Linked DNA regions of Mus musculus: all the other regions are linked to region 4. The links are chromatin contacts, called in public promoter capture Hi-C maps. All regions are on one chromosome and are shown on one strand. The core of a region is the stretch at or near the end of the contact, and the rest is flanking DNA. Distances in the headings are between cores, read along the strand shown. Region 1 holds the start of Nrbf2 (nuclear receptor binding factor 2). Region 2 holds the start of Zfp365 (zinc finger protein 365). Region 3 holds the start of Ado (2-aminoethanethiol (cysteamine) dioxygenase). Region 4 holds the start of Rhobtb1 (Rho-related BTB domain containing 1).

Evidence for each region. Promoter capture Hi-C pulls out the DNA fragments that hold promoters and counts their contacts.
Region 1: a contact with region 4 is called in a promoter capture Hi-C map of pre-B cells, with 8 times the contacts expected there. The contact joins the promoter of Nrbf2 here to the promoter of Rhobtb1 in region 4. A contact is called at or near these places in 2 of 39 promoter capture datasets (liver and pre-B cells).
Region 2: a contact with region 4 is called in a promoter capture Hi-C map of hippocampal neurons, with 5 times the contacts expected there. The contact joins the promoter of Zfp365 here to the promoter of Rhobtb1 in region 4. A contact is called at or near these places in 3 of 39 promoter capture datasets (cranial neural crest, hippocampal neurons and pre-B cells).
Region 3: a promoter capture Hi-C map of pre-B cells shows a contact between it and region 4, with 5 times the contacts expected there. The contact joins the promoter of Ado here to the promoter of Rhobtb1 in region 4. A contact is called at or near these places in 2 of 39 promoter capture datasets (hippocampal neurons and pre-B cells), 2 of 115 datasets of contacts at active chromatin or transcription factors (astrocytes and pancreatic cancer cells) and 2 of 9 other capture datasets (adipose tissue and liver).

The regions. Positions count from the first base shown.
Region 1 is chr10:67,283,950-67,286,649 of GRCm38.p6, reverse strand. Nrbf2 (nuclear receptor binding factor 2) reads left to right here and starts at 1,369. Exons shown (of 4, transcript NM_001036293.2): 1 at 1,369-1,553. The coding sequence starts at 1,524. Gm46200 (a long non-coding RNA gene) reads right to left here and starts at 1,217. Exons shown (of 3, transcript XR_001779690.1): 1 at 1,130-1,217.
Region 2 is chr10:67,911,369-67,914,130 of GRCm38.p6, reverse strand. It overlaps Zfp365 (zinc finger protein 365), which reads left to right and starts at 1,469. Exons shown (of 5, transcript NM_178679.2): 1 at 1,469-1,760.
Region 3 is chr10:67,547,635-67,550,334 of GRCm38.p6, reverse strand. It overlaps Ado (2-aminoethanethiol (cysteamine) dioxygenase), which reads left to right and starts at 1,380. Exons shown (of 1, transcript NM_001005419.2): 1 at 1,380-2,700. The coding sequence starts at 1,562. The coding sequence ends at 2,332.
Region 4 is chr10:69,211,756-69,214,455 of GRCm38.p6, reverse strand. It overlaps Rhobtb1 (Rho-related BTB domain containing 1), which reads right to left and starts at 1,262. Exons shown (of 11, transcript NM_001252637.1): 1 at 1,081-1,262. A930033H14Rik (RIKEN cDNA A930033H14 gene) reads left to right here and starts at 1,358. Exons shown (of 2, transcript NM_001331193.1): 1 at 1,358-1,703; 2 at 2,072-2,700. The coding sequence starts at 1,451. The coding sequence ends at 2,130.

The DNA.
Region 1 (2,700 bases), core at 120-2,619, 1.9 Mb after region 4:
CCCCGTTTACAGATGTTGTACATTGCCTCTGCTCTTTCCTCGGCTGGCTTTTTAAGGTTTCATATTAAAAAAAAAAAATCACATCCCAGGGGGCTGGAGAGATGGCTCAGAGGTTAAGAGCACTGACTGCTCTTCCAGAGGTCCTTAGTTCAATTCCCAGCAACCACATGGTGGCTCACAACCATCTCTAATGGGATCTGATGCCCTCTTCTGGTCTGTCTGAAGACAGTGACTGTGTACTAAAATAAATTAAATAAATAAATCTTAAAAAAAAATCACACCCCAGGTGGGTTTCCTTTAACACCCAACCTGCGTCTCCACGTCCTCCAATATTACAAATTCTTAAAGGTACATTCATGTGGTTCTTTGAAGTTTTTTTCATTACAGAATTTGGTACTGTAAAACCTCCAGGTAAGGGGCTGGTGAGATGGCTCAGTGTGTAAGAGCACCCGACTGCTCTTCCAAAGGTCCGAAGTTCAAATCCCAGCAACCACATGGTGGCTCACAACCATCCGTAATGAGATCTGACGCCCTCTTCTGGAGTGTCTAAAGACAGCTACAGTGTACTTATATATAATAAAAATAAATAAATCTTTAAAAAAAAAAAAAAAAAAAAAAAACCTCCAGGTAAGCCCGGTTTCCTTCACACAATATGTTAGTTGTTCTCTCAGCTCCTCTCCATCTCCCTTTCTCCATAAACCATATCTACTTGCCAGTGGGTGCGGAAACAGAAAGACCTTAGCACAGTGATTTAGTACATAGTTGTTGAAGAACGGTTATACTTGGTGGCTTATAATCCTTCTTGCTTTAGAATTAGTTTGTGACCCTGGGGTCACTTATCTCTGTCAAATCCTCTCGGTGGAGTGGAGGTATGGTGGCACCTGCTCATATGCTCGACACAAGACTGCCACATGTACAAGATCTGGGCCACAGACTCTCTGCCAAAAGGCAAAAAATATGGAAACCTCCTGTAAGGCGGATCTAGTGCAGGGTGTTAACTTGGCTCAAATTTGCTTTTTAAAAAAAAGTCAACGGAGATAGAACAGAAACGGAGAAGGAGGGGTGAGGTACAAGGAGAGGACCTGAGAAAGCCTACGGGAAGGAAGAAAGGTCAAGCGTGCAGAGTGACCTTATTAACCAACTAGCCAGACCCGGCTCATCACGTGACAGCCGCCGCCGAAGTCTAGCAGAGCTCCCTCTCGCGAGGAGAGGGGCGGTTTTTGTCACTTAGCTGCTGCCCCGCCCCTAGCCCCGCCCACCCCATGCTCTCACCCCAGCCGCGCCCCCTGCCTCGCGCCGGCGCGTGGCGACGTCACGCCGCCGCGCGCAGCGACGCCGGGACGGCCCCCCGCGACGCGACGTCGGAGGCGGAAGTGGCGCGGCTGTCGCTCTTGGGCTCTCACTGCCGGCTCCGGGTTCTGCGAGGAGCCTCCTGCCAGCCGCCGCGTCTCCCTGCCCTCGCTGCCCCTCCATGTGCCCGGGCGCCGCCGCTCCGCCTCGGGCCGCTGCTCACCCCGGGGTTTATGGAAGTGATGGAAGGACCCCTCAACCTTGTGAGTGGTCGCGGGCTGAGTCGGGGACCGGTAGGCTGCGGGGAAACGCGGGCTGAGGGGGTCAAGCGGCACTGAAGGGGGAGCCGCGAGCTCATGGAGGGGACCCTGATCCCCGGGGCTCAGGCCTCTCCCTCGGGGCCCGTGGCATCTGCCCTGCTGGGACCGCGTCCCAGCGCCACGTAGCCGCCGCCTGCAGGCCGCGGGCAGAGTCGGGGTGTCGGGGCCGCGCCTCGCACACCGCACCCCCTCTTCCCTGCTGCCCTCGCAGCTGGGCTAGCGAAGGCCCCTCTGAAACAGCTGGATCGGAACCCCAGTCCACGCCCCGCAGCCCGGTGCCTTTGCTTTAAGGCTCACGAAAGTACCAGACGTGTTTGCCTTTCTCAGAAACACATACAGAGAGACACACAGGGGGCCGGGTCATTATTGTTTGGGGCAAAAAGGAACACACACACACACACCGCCCCAAACAACCCCACAAAACCCCAAACCTCCCACAGTTCTGTTCTAAGTGTGATCACAGGACATCTTCGGGTTTCCTGGGAAAAGGTTCATGAAATTCAGATGCAGACGTCTGGTTCCTTAGTGTTGCGGAGTAAAACTTTGCAAGTCCCAAGTCTGTAGGTGGTTTGCGATGATGCGGAGGGATTGAGAGCAGGACCGGGAAAGATTGATTGCTTCCTTTGGAACTCTGCCCTCCCTCCCGGCTTGGAAGAGCCTGGTCCGTGCTGTGCAGAGAAGCCAGAGTCTGTGGTTTCAGACTATGGATTTCTGGAGCCAAACTCCTGGATTTGAACTCGGGCTTAGTCACCTAATAGCCTCAAGAGACCTTGAACAAAAATTTTCACTTCATTGTTTTTTTTTGTTTTTGTTTTAACCCTCGTTCGTTGTGAGGATTAAAGGACTGAATAGATAAGAGACACGTAGAACTGTACGTTATGGATGGAACATTGGAAGAGTTAGTTGCTCCAGTGAGACCGTAGCCCCTGTCACTTAATGAGATTTGGGAGTGTTGAGCGTCAACGCTGGAGAGTGAACACCTAAAGCTATGGTTCCATCCCTGGCGCCAGGTTTGCAGCTCCGAGAAATCTACCCAAGAGTTACTAATTTAGACCCTGCGTCCGTTTCTAAGTGGATTACACTTCAGGCT
Region 2 (2,762 bases), core at 220-2,719, 1.3 Mb after region 4:
TATGTTAATACAACATTTTGTGTATTGAAGTAGCCAGAACTACATATGCATCCAGGAAAACCCAACATGCCTTACTCCCTTGTGGCTCTGGTTGTAGGTGTTGGCTTTGTTTTAAAGTCACCGACCCTCAGCTCATTGTGAAGTAGCCATGGCTTTTCACTGACATCTGTCACACTGGCCTACTTAGAGGTGAGCTTTAAAAAGGTATTCTTAAGGAAGAGTTATTCTTTTTCTTTTGCACCTGAAAAGATTTCCCTCCTTTACTTTCATCTAAAATCATTCTTTATCGAATCATTCTGTCACGATGCAATTTAATATGGAAATTGTATTGATAAATGTAAAATATGGTTTAATGAAGAATGTGATAATATTTATGCCATTGTTAGAAAAAAATGGCCCTAGGAAGTCTTCGCGCTTCACCTGAAGTGGAGACATTTCGGGACCAAGCAAGGCAAACAAGTTGCCTCAGTGTTGGGAGAGGGCTGAGTTCTAGACGTTGGGTCCCTTGACTCTCCCAGGTCATACTTAGCATCCTGCCCCAAAGGTAGTCAGAATTAGCTTCCTGCTGTTCAAGATGATGGGTGCACCCTGACTCTTGGTTGTGTGCAATGCACACTCAGACCAAACTTTTTTTTTCAGCTTAATAAACAGTTGGAATAAACGTGCTCAATTTAGAGAGTGACCTAAGATAGTGACCGCAAGAAGCATAACATTTTCTGAGAGAGCAAGCCTCTGCGCAGCTGCCAACCCCCGTTTTGTAGGAGTCACTCTCTGGTACTGCTTTCCTGAATTTTACAGGCGTGCACCTGTCATCAAAGTCTTAGTATGAATATCAGTGAAAGAACGTTGACGACAGCCCAGCAGCTGATTCGAGCAGTGTAGGTCCTTTGCAAGAGCAGTATGTGCTCTGAACTGCTAAGCCATCTCTCCAGCCCCTTAAAAGCAGGTTTAACAAAATAACACACACACACACACACACACACACACACACACACACACACACACACACACACACACACACACACACACACATCCCGAAATTTCAATTAGGAAATGAGATTTCTCAGAAGCTAAATCTTTCCTCCACTGAGAGACTAGTGTTGGGGGCATCCTCTCAGTGAGGAGGCCTCAGGGTTTGGCATTTATGTTTCTTAACTTCTACACTTTTATTATCTTTAGTTTTGTTTAACTTAGTCCCAGGACACTACTACCTTCCACGGCTGGAGTAAGCTGGTCCTGTGCCCCCCCCCCCCCCCCGCCAGGTTGCCTGGATGAAGTTCTAATATAAATAAATATCAGAGCCTTCCTGCTGGCAGCTCTTTCCAGGGGCTAGCCAGCTAGGCTCCATCTTCACGCCCACTTTCGCCGCCCCTGCAACTGGGAGCACTTGCCTGGGCCTGTAGCAAGACTAGGCTGGGCAAGACTGGCACGTGTCCCCGCCTCCCTCCCCAGGGACCATCCTGCATCCCTCCCCGTGATGTCAGCGGAATCCTGAGCTGGAGTGAAGGGAAAGGCCCAGGATCTCCCGCTAGAGGGGCCCCGATGGGGTGGACCCAGGGGTGGCTGCCCGGGGCCGGAGCACCAGCCTCGCGTCCCCGGGCGCCGCCCCCGTGTCCCGCCCGCGCCACGCTCCGCCCCGGTCGCCGCTCGTCCCGCGTGGGAGCCGACCCGGCTCAGCCTGATTTACGGCTCTGCTGAAAACCGCTCGCACGGCTCCCGCAGCATCAGCACCGGCGGCTGCAGCGGCAGCAACAAGTCCGGTAAGTGGGCTCGGCTGGAGCCGTGCGCCCGCGCCCCCTGCTCCGCCGACACGCGGGGAGGTGGTCCCGGATGCGCAGCATCCTGGGGAGTCGGGACCGTTGGCTTCCCCACAGCCACTTGCACGAACTCGCGTGAGCACGAATCCACGCAGTCACCAGCGGGAGCGGGGGCTAGGAAAGCCGGGACCCCCACGCAGGTGCTGCCCAGCCTGCCCAGCTCTGCACAGGAAATCGAAACCCTTTTTGCTAACCTGTGCCCTAGGTTTCCGCTGGGCGGATGAAAGCCTTTTGCTGGGGGTGGGTGGTATATCTCGTCTCCCCCATCCAAACATCCCCCCCCCCACTGCTGCTATAGAATCCTCTCTTCTTATCCCTGCACTCCATTGCAAGCATCTTCAGCCCTAGGCTGGGCCAGGGTTTGCATCCTATTGACCAACCCAGCGCAGCACAGGAAGGTTCTCCTTTGCTGGGGTCCAGAGACTTTAGTAACCTGGAAAATGTGCCTGCCTGGCGGATCAGGCACCATTTCTATCTCAGCATCTGGAGGCAGATAAGGGTGTAACACAGACACTTCACTCTAAGATGCACCCTAAGATCCGGGCTCCTTCCCTGTGGGACCCAGTGCTCCTTGTTGCCATTCTTGGAGGAAATAAGTACCACGACCCTTGCAAAATTGGGTTGTAAGAGTCATCTGTTGCTAGGGCAAAGGGGATAAAGATGCAGAGGCAACAAGAACTTCCTGTTTATGGAGGAGTTATGCTGACGCCCACCTGGTTCCAACACTCTAGAAGTTGTCGCGCTAAAAACAGCATCAGAGGCAAGGCGCATCCACCCAGAACATTCTATTAGCTTAGGATCTTGGCCACGGCCCTGTTTATATCAAATAATACCGGACACTTCGGGTTTCCAAATTTCAAAAGATCGTTATTGTTATGTTAACGCTTTGATGTATGTCATCATACCAGTAACTAAAAATATTAACGGCATGAACAAACCAAGATG
Region 3 (2,700 bases), core at 131-2,630, 1.7 Mb after region 4:
CACCACAATAAGCTGCAGAAGCTACGTCCTTGTGTCCCTTGGTTCCTTTTACACCAATTCAAACTGTGTTTCGTTAAGTTGCACTTACGTCTTTTCCAAATGCGCACCTGCAAATTAATCTCTCGTGTACAGGCGGGGAATAATACAGTCAGTGCCTACGTCTTAAAAGTTTCTGTGAGGGTATTACTAAGATAAAACTCATTATTTAATGTATTTAACAAGGTACCTGGAATACCACACTTACTGGCTAGGATGCAAAACCCACACACACATACACACTAAAAGCCTGCCTTCTTAACTGAAAAGGATTTCCTGGGCCACTGCAGTTATAAACCCATGTTTAATTCTGAAAGTCCAAGAAGACCTTAAATTCAAGGGTAAGATTTAAATTCATAATATCTACTATCTTCCTTTGCCAGCCACCACCTACGTCTGCAAAAAGTCCAGAGAATAATCACTCTGCGGTGACCTAACTTCATAAACCAGCCCGATAGTTGCATTGCTCTAGAGACTCATGACAGCGATAATCTATTCTGACAAAACGCCCCTTGCCCCTCAACTGGTGTTTCTCGGGCGCCCTACGGATGGATAACCACTAGTATACAGAACCCTTGGCTGTAGCAAATGGCCTCTCAAAGCTTCCCGCTATCAGTGAGTCAAGGAGCAGCGTCATCAGGCCCAGAGGCAAACAACAGCTGCGCACAGCTGTGCTGGGTGACCGCTTTGGTTACCCGCCCGACCCCATTCACCTCCTAAGAAACAGAAAAATAGACAAGCGCCATCCACAGATCTCCACGGCGCACACAGTGTGGCCTACGAGCAGCTAAGGTTGACCCCGAAACCTCATTCCTAGGGAGCAAGGGTCAAAGGTGACCCCGAGTGACCCAGCAGGCCCTAGCGGCACAAGAAGGTTAACGACCCTCTTGTGCCGTTTTTTTCCCAGCGGCGAGAAGCCTCCACCAGCTGCCGGAAGTATGTCACCCCGACTGCGGGGATGGCGGGAGTTGTAGTTAACTGGCTATATCTCTTGCAATAATAGTTCAGTTTTATCAAACAAGTAAACACCCTGAGGCTCTGCAAAACGAACGCGCTGCTCGCTTTCTGCCAAGTTCTTAAAAAAATCCTGGTTTCCCCTGCTCCGCAGGACGCGTTCGTGCCCCGCGCAAGCGCAGGCTCGGACTACACATCCCAGCGTGCCTTGCGGCGCTCCCGCCGCGCCCGGCTGTAGTCGTTGGTGTGGGCCGCGTGAATGGAGCTCCGCGCGTGAGGCAGCGCCTGGCACGGCCCGCGCCAGCGCCTGTCTGGGCCCCGGAGCGTGAGTGCGGGTAGCGGCCGTGCGCGTGCGCACTCGCCTTCGCGCGCGGGCAAGCGCCCGACCATTGGCGCGCTAAGCGGGCGACCGTGCAAGGCGGCCCCGCGCGCCCCGCTGGCCGGTTGTTGCGGGGAGGTCTCCCGCCTGGCGCGGGGGTCCGCGCGGGTAGCCGTGGCGGCCGCCGGAGACCGCAAGGGGCGGCGCAGAGGCGGAACGGGCCGGCCGCGAGCCGCGCAGGAAGCGCCAAGCATGCCCCGCGACAACATGGCCTCCCTGATCCAGCGCATCGCTCGCCAGGCGTGTCTCACCTTCCGCGGCAGCTCGACGGGCTCCGAAGGGCCGGCGCCGGGCTTCCCGGAGAACCTGAGCCTGCTCAAGAGCCTGCTGACCCAGGTGCGCGCCGAGGACCTCAACATCGCGCCGCGCAAGGCGCTGCCGCAGCCGCTGCCCCGCAACCTCCCGCCGGTCACCTACATGCACATCTACGAGACGGAGGGCTTCAGCCTGGGCGTGTTCCTGCTCAAGAGCGGCACGTGCATCCCGCTGCACGACCACCCGGGCATGCACGGTATGCTCAAGGTGCTGTACGGCACGGTCCGCATCAGCTGCATGGACAAGCTGGACACGGGGGCCGGGCATCGGCGGCCGCCGCCAGAGCAGCAGTTCGAGCCCCCGCTGCAGCCCTTGGAGCGGGAGGCCGTGCGACCGGGCGTGCTGCGTTCCCGGGCCGAGTACACCGAGGCCAGTGGGCCCTGCGTGCTCACTCCACACCGGGACAACCTGCACCAGATTGATGCCGTGGACGGGCCAGCTGCCTTCCTGGACATCCTGGCCCCACCCTACGACCCGGAGGACGGCCGGGACTGCCACTATTACCGTGTAGTGGAGCCCATCAGACCCAAGGAGGCTTCCGGCTCTGCCTGCGACCTTCCCCGAGAAGTGTGGCTCCTGGAGACACCACAGGCCGACGACTTCTGGTGCGAGGGAGAGCCCTATCCAGGCCCCAAGGTCCTACCTTGAAGCTCCTGCCGCCCGGGGAACTGTGGGCCAAAGATGTACCCTGCCCTGCTCAAGAAAGGCCTGGCTGCCCTCTATCTTCCATAAGGGCTCTTCTCTCCGCCCCCTCGCCTGGACGATGGATTTACTGGAGTGACCAGCGCCACATCTTGAGGAACCTTGGGGAACACGGCCCACTGGAGTACAGCCACCACCGGGCACGGTTATGGGGGCGGGTGGGCGGAAGGCTAGGTTGATTCCTGGTATCCTCAGTGCCACCAAGGCTTTGATTTAAGGGAACCGGGCAGGGACCCTAAAGCGCTTCCATCCTAAAGCCATAATGAAACCATTTTTGTTTCTCATTCTCTACAAAATACACTAAGTAGTTTTGA
Region 4 (2,700 bases), core at 13-2,512:
GCCCTTGGCCAAGCTGAATGCCTCTGGAAGCATGGCATGGTTTGGAGTCTCTTGTATGTTTTTATGGCAGGTAGCACAACCTACAGAGAACCTCATGCTGAAACCCCAGGCTGAGTATTCAGTAGTTTCCCCAAAAGCACAGACCAGGGAGATTCAGTCAGGATGTCTCCTCTGCTTGCTACTATCTAGCGTTTCCCAGCTTTCTGTAACTTATCAAGCTTAATGCATGCCTCCACCCCCAATGCCCCAGCATATGTGTACAGGCAGTCCCAAAGGCGCAGCTCTTGTGCTGACGTGCAAAGCCAACTCAGAACCCTGTGCTTGGCTCTCCCTCCTAACTTTTCTGGCTTGTCTGAGTCTAAATATTGACTTTGCTCCTCCGTTGAGTAGTTTGATATGGGATGGAAACCCCACGGCCAACAGTGGAATCAAATGTTATATATACATTTTTTACACAGTCTTGCCTTCCTTCCACTTTTTTGGGGGTGGGTGTGAGTGTGGATCTCTTCTGTGTCTCTCCCCCTACCCCCTGGCTGTGAACCTAGCTGAACACTTAAGTTGAGGTGTGTGCAAGCCCCTCACAAGGCAGCGTGTATTGTTGGCACAGCAACTCACAACAGACTCCCTAGACACAGGGCTAGGGGGGAGGGGAGGGAGAGGGGCGTCATCGTGCATCCAAAGACACTGCTTGGGGCAGGGCAAACACCCAAGGGCTCAGAGCACCCTGCTTCTCGCGTCCCAAGTTCCCCACCAGAGTCCTTCGAGGAAAAGGCGCCTTTCCCCGGGGGCGCGGCAGCACCCGGCCCTGGTGCAACCGGACTGCTAAGGTGCCTGTTGTACGTGTTGTCTGCCGCTACAAGTTAGGGGTGCGGCCGGGGCGGGTGCTCTTCCACATCTCTTCAGCTCACTCCTCTGGGAGGGGACTGTCCCCCCGCATCCCTTCAGCTCACTCTCGCAAACGTTGCTGGGGGAGGGTGGGAACATGGGCCGGGGTCCCCACCTGCCACCCGCGAGGCAATCGGGAGCTGGTGAGGGTGCTCCGCTGCTCACTGGGACACTCAGCACGACACAGCCACCTACCCTGCAGCCGAGCGAGACCTGGCTCCCTCCGCCGCTCAGCAGCGGCCCCCGCCGCGCGCGCTCGCGGGGACGCCGGGACCCTGCGCACCGCGCGCCACCCGCCCGGCGTGGCACAAAGGCAGCATGGCCCAGCCGCACCCGGCCGCGTCCGCGTCCCGGCGCAGGCCACGGGACTCGTCCCCAGGTCGCTGTCGCCGCCAGCCCTGCCCTCCTCCCGCCCCCTTTCCTGGCCAGGCGGGGCACCGGGCGGAACCCTGCGCCCGGGCACGGAGCGAGCAAAGCGGTGGCGGCCTCCGATCGCTCTCTCTCTCTCCACCGTGACGTGAGCAGCCTTGGCGGCTATTTATAACCACACGATTGGATTTCATTCATGAAACCAGGGCCTGGTGTGTCTGAGCTGTGGGACGCGAGGTGGCGAAGGTGCTGCGGCTGCACGCACACCGGAGGGGCCTGGGCTCCAGGGCCGGGATCAGCGTGCGTCCCGCTACCCCGGGGACCCGGCCTTAAGCCAAGCGGAGATCAGAGCAGGGCAGGGTGTGTGCGAGCTGTCCCCGCGCCCCCTCCCCGCAGCATCCCACCCACTCCCGAACATCCGCTGGCCCTCAGTCCTGGGCTCAGGAAAAGTAAGTTGGGCCACTAACCGGCTGGGCAGCATAGCTTTCTTCCCCCTAGGAACTGACCGGCCGCGGACTCCGAGGGAGGACATTGGCTTTTGTTTCAAAACCGAGCCCAGCTGCTGACTAAGCGCTGCGCTGGCCCAGCCTCCTCCCCTGGGCGCTGCACGTGCGGGCTGGCTCTCCCCCTCCTGGTCACCTTCCCCTGCACCGGGCTCAAGGGGTCCCGGCAGGGGGCGGGGGGGGGGGACGCCCAGCTTTTCCCCCCACCCGGTCCTCCCCACCCCCACCTCCCACCCCGAAATCAGCTGTTTTAGAGAGGCTGGGGGGCGGGGGGGGGGAGCTGAAACTGATTTCGGCCTCTTCTGGGTCTGCAGGAAATCTTGGAAGGGAAAACCAGTTTCGGGGACACTGTGGACTTTCAAGCCGATTGTGAGTTCTGGGGGCAGAGTTCTGGTTACTTTTCACGGATCCGCAGAAGAACTGCCTAGGTGCCTAGGGGTGTCTGGCATCACGCGATGCTCTAAGGAGGTGACAGGGAACTGCAACTAACTTGGCTCCTGTCCGCAGGGAACTTTCAGTCCGCCTTCTCAACTGCCTGTTAGACTGGGCTGTGTAATCCGCTCACTCTAGTCCTGCAACGAGACGAGACAGCTGGCGGATTAGGATGTGAATGCCTTCAACTAGGGATGTGCTACGTTTATAAAACCCTTCTAAAGGCTGACATGGAGCACACAAAAAATGGCCACGCTACATCCTTGGCCTCCATCAGTTCTTAGCTAAGGCCTTGCCAGCATCTCGAAAGGGTGGGAAAGATAGATAGCCGTATTTTACTGTGAGGACGGTTACTTAGGGCTATCCTTCAACTTCCCTTAAAAAAATGAATAGCAAACAAAACCCTCTCTCACAGTAACGCCTCCGTCCCTCCTTTTCAGGAAACCACATTTGGTTTTCTTAGATGGACTTCTCTTCCTCCCCAGGATCTCTGGTTTCCAGTCTCTTTGGC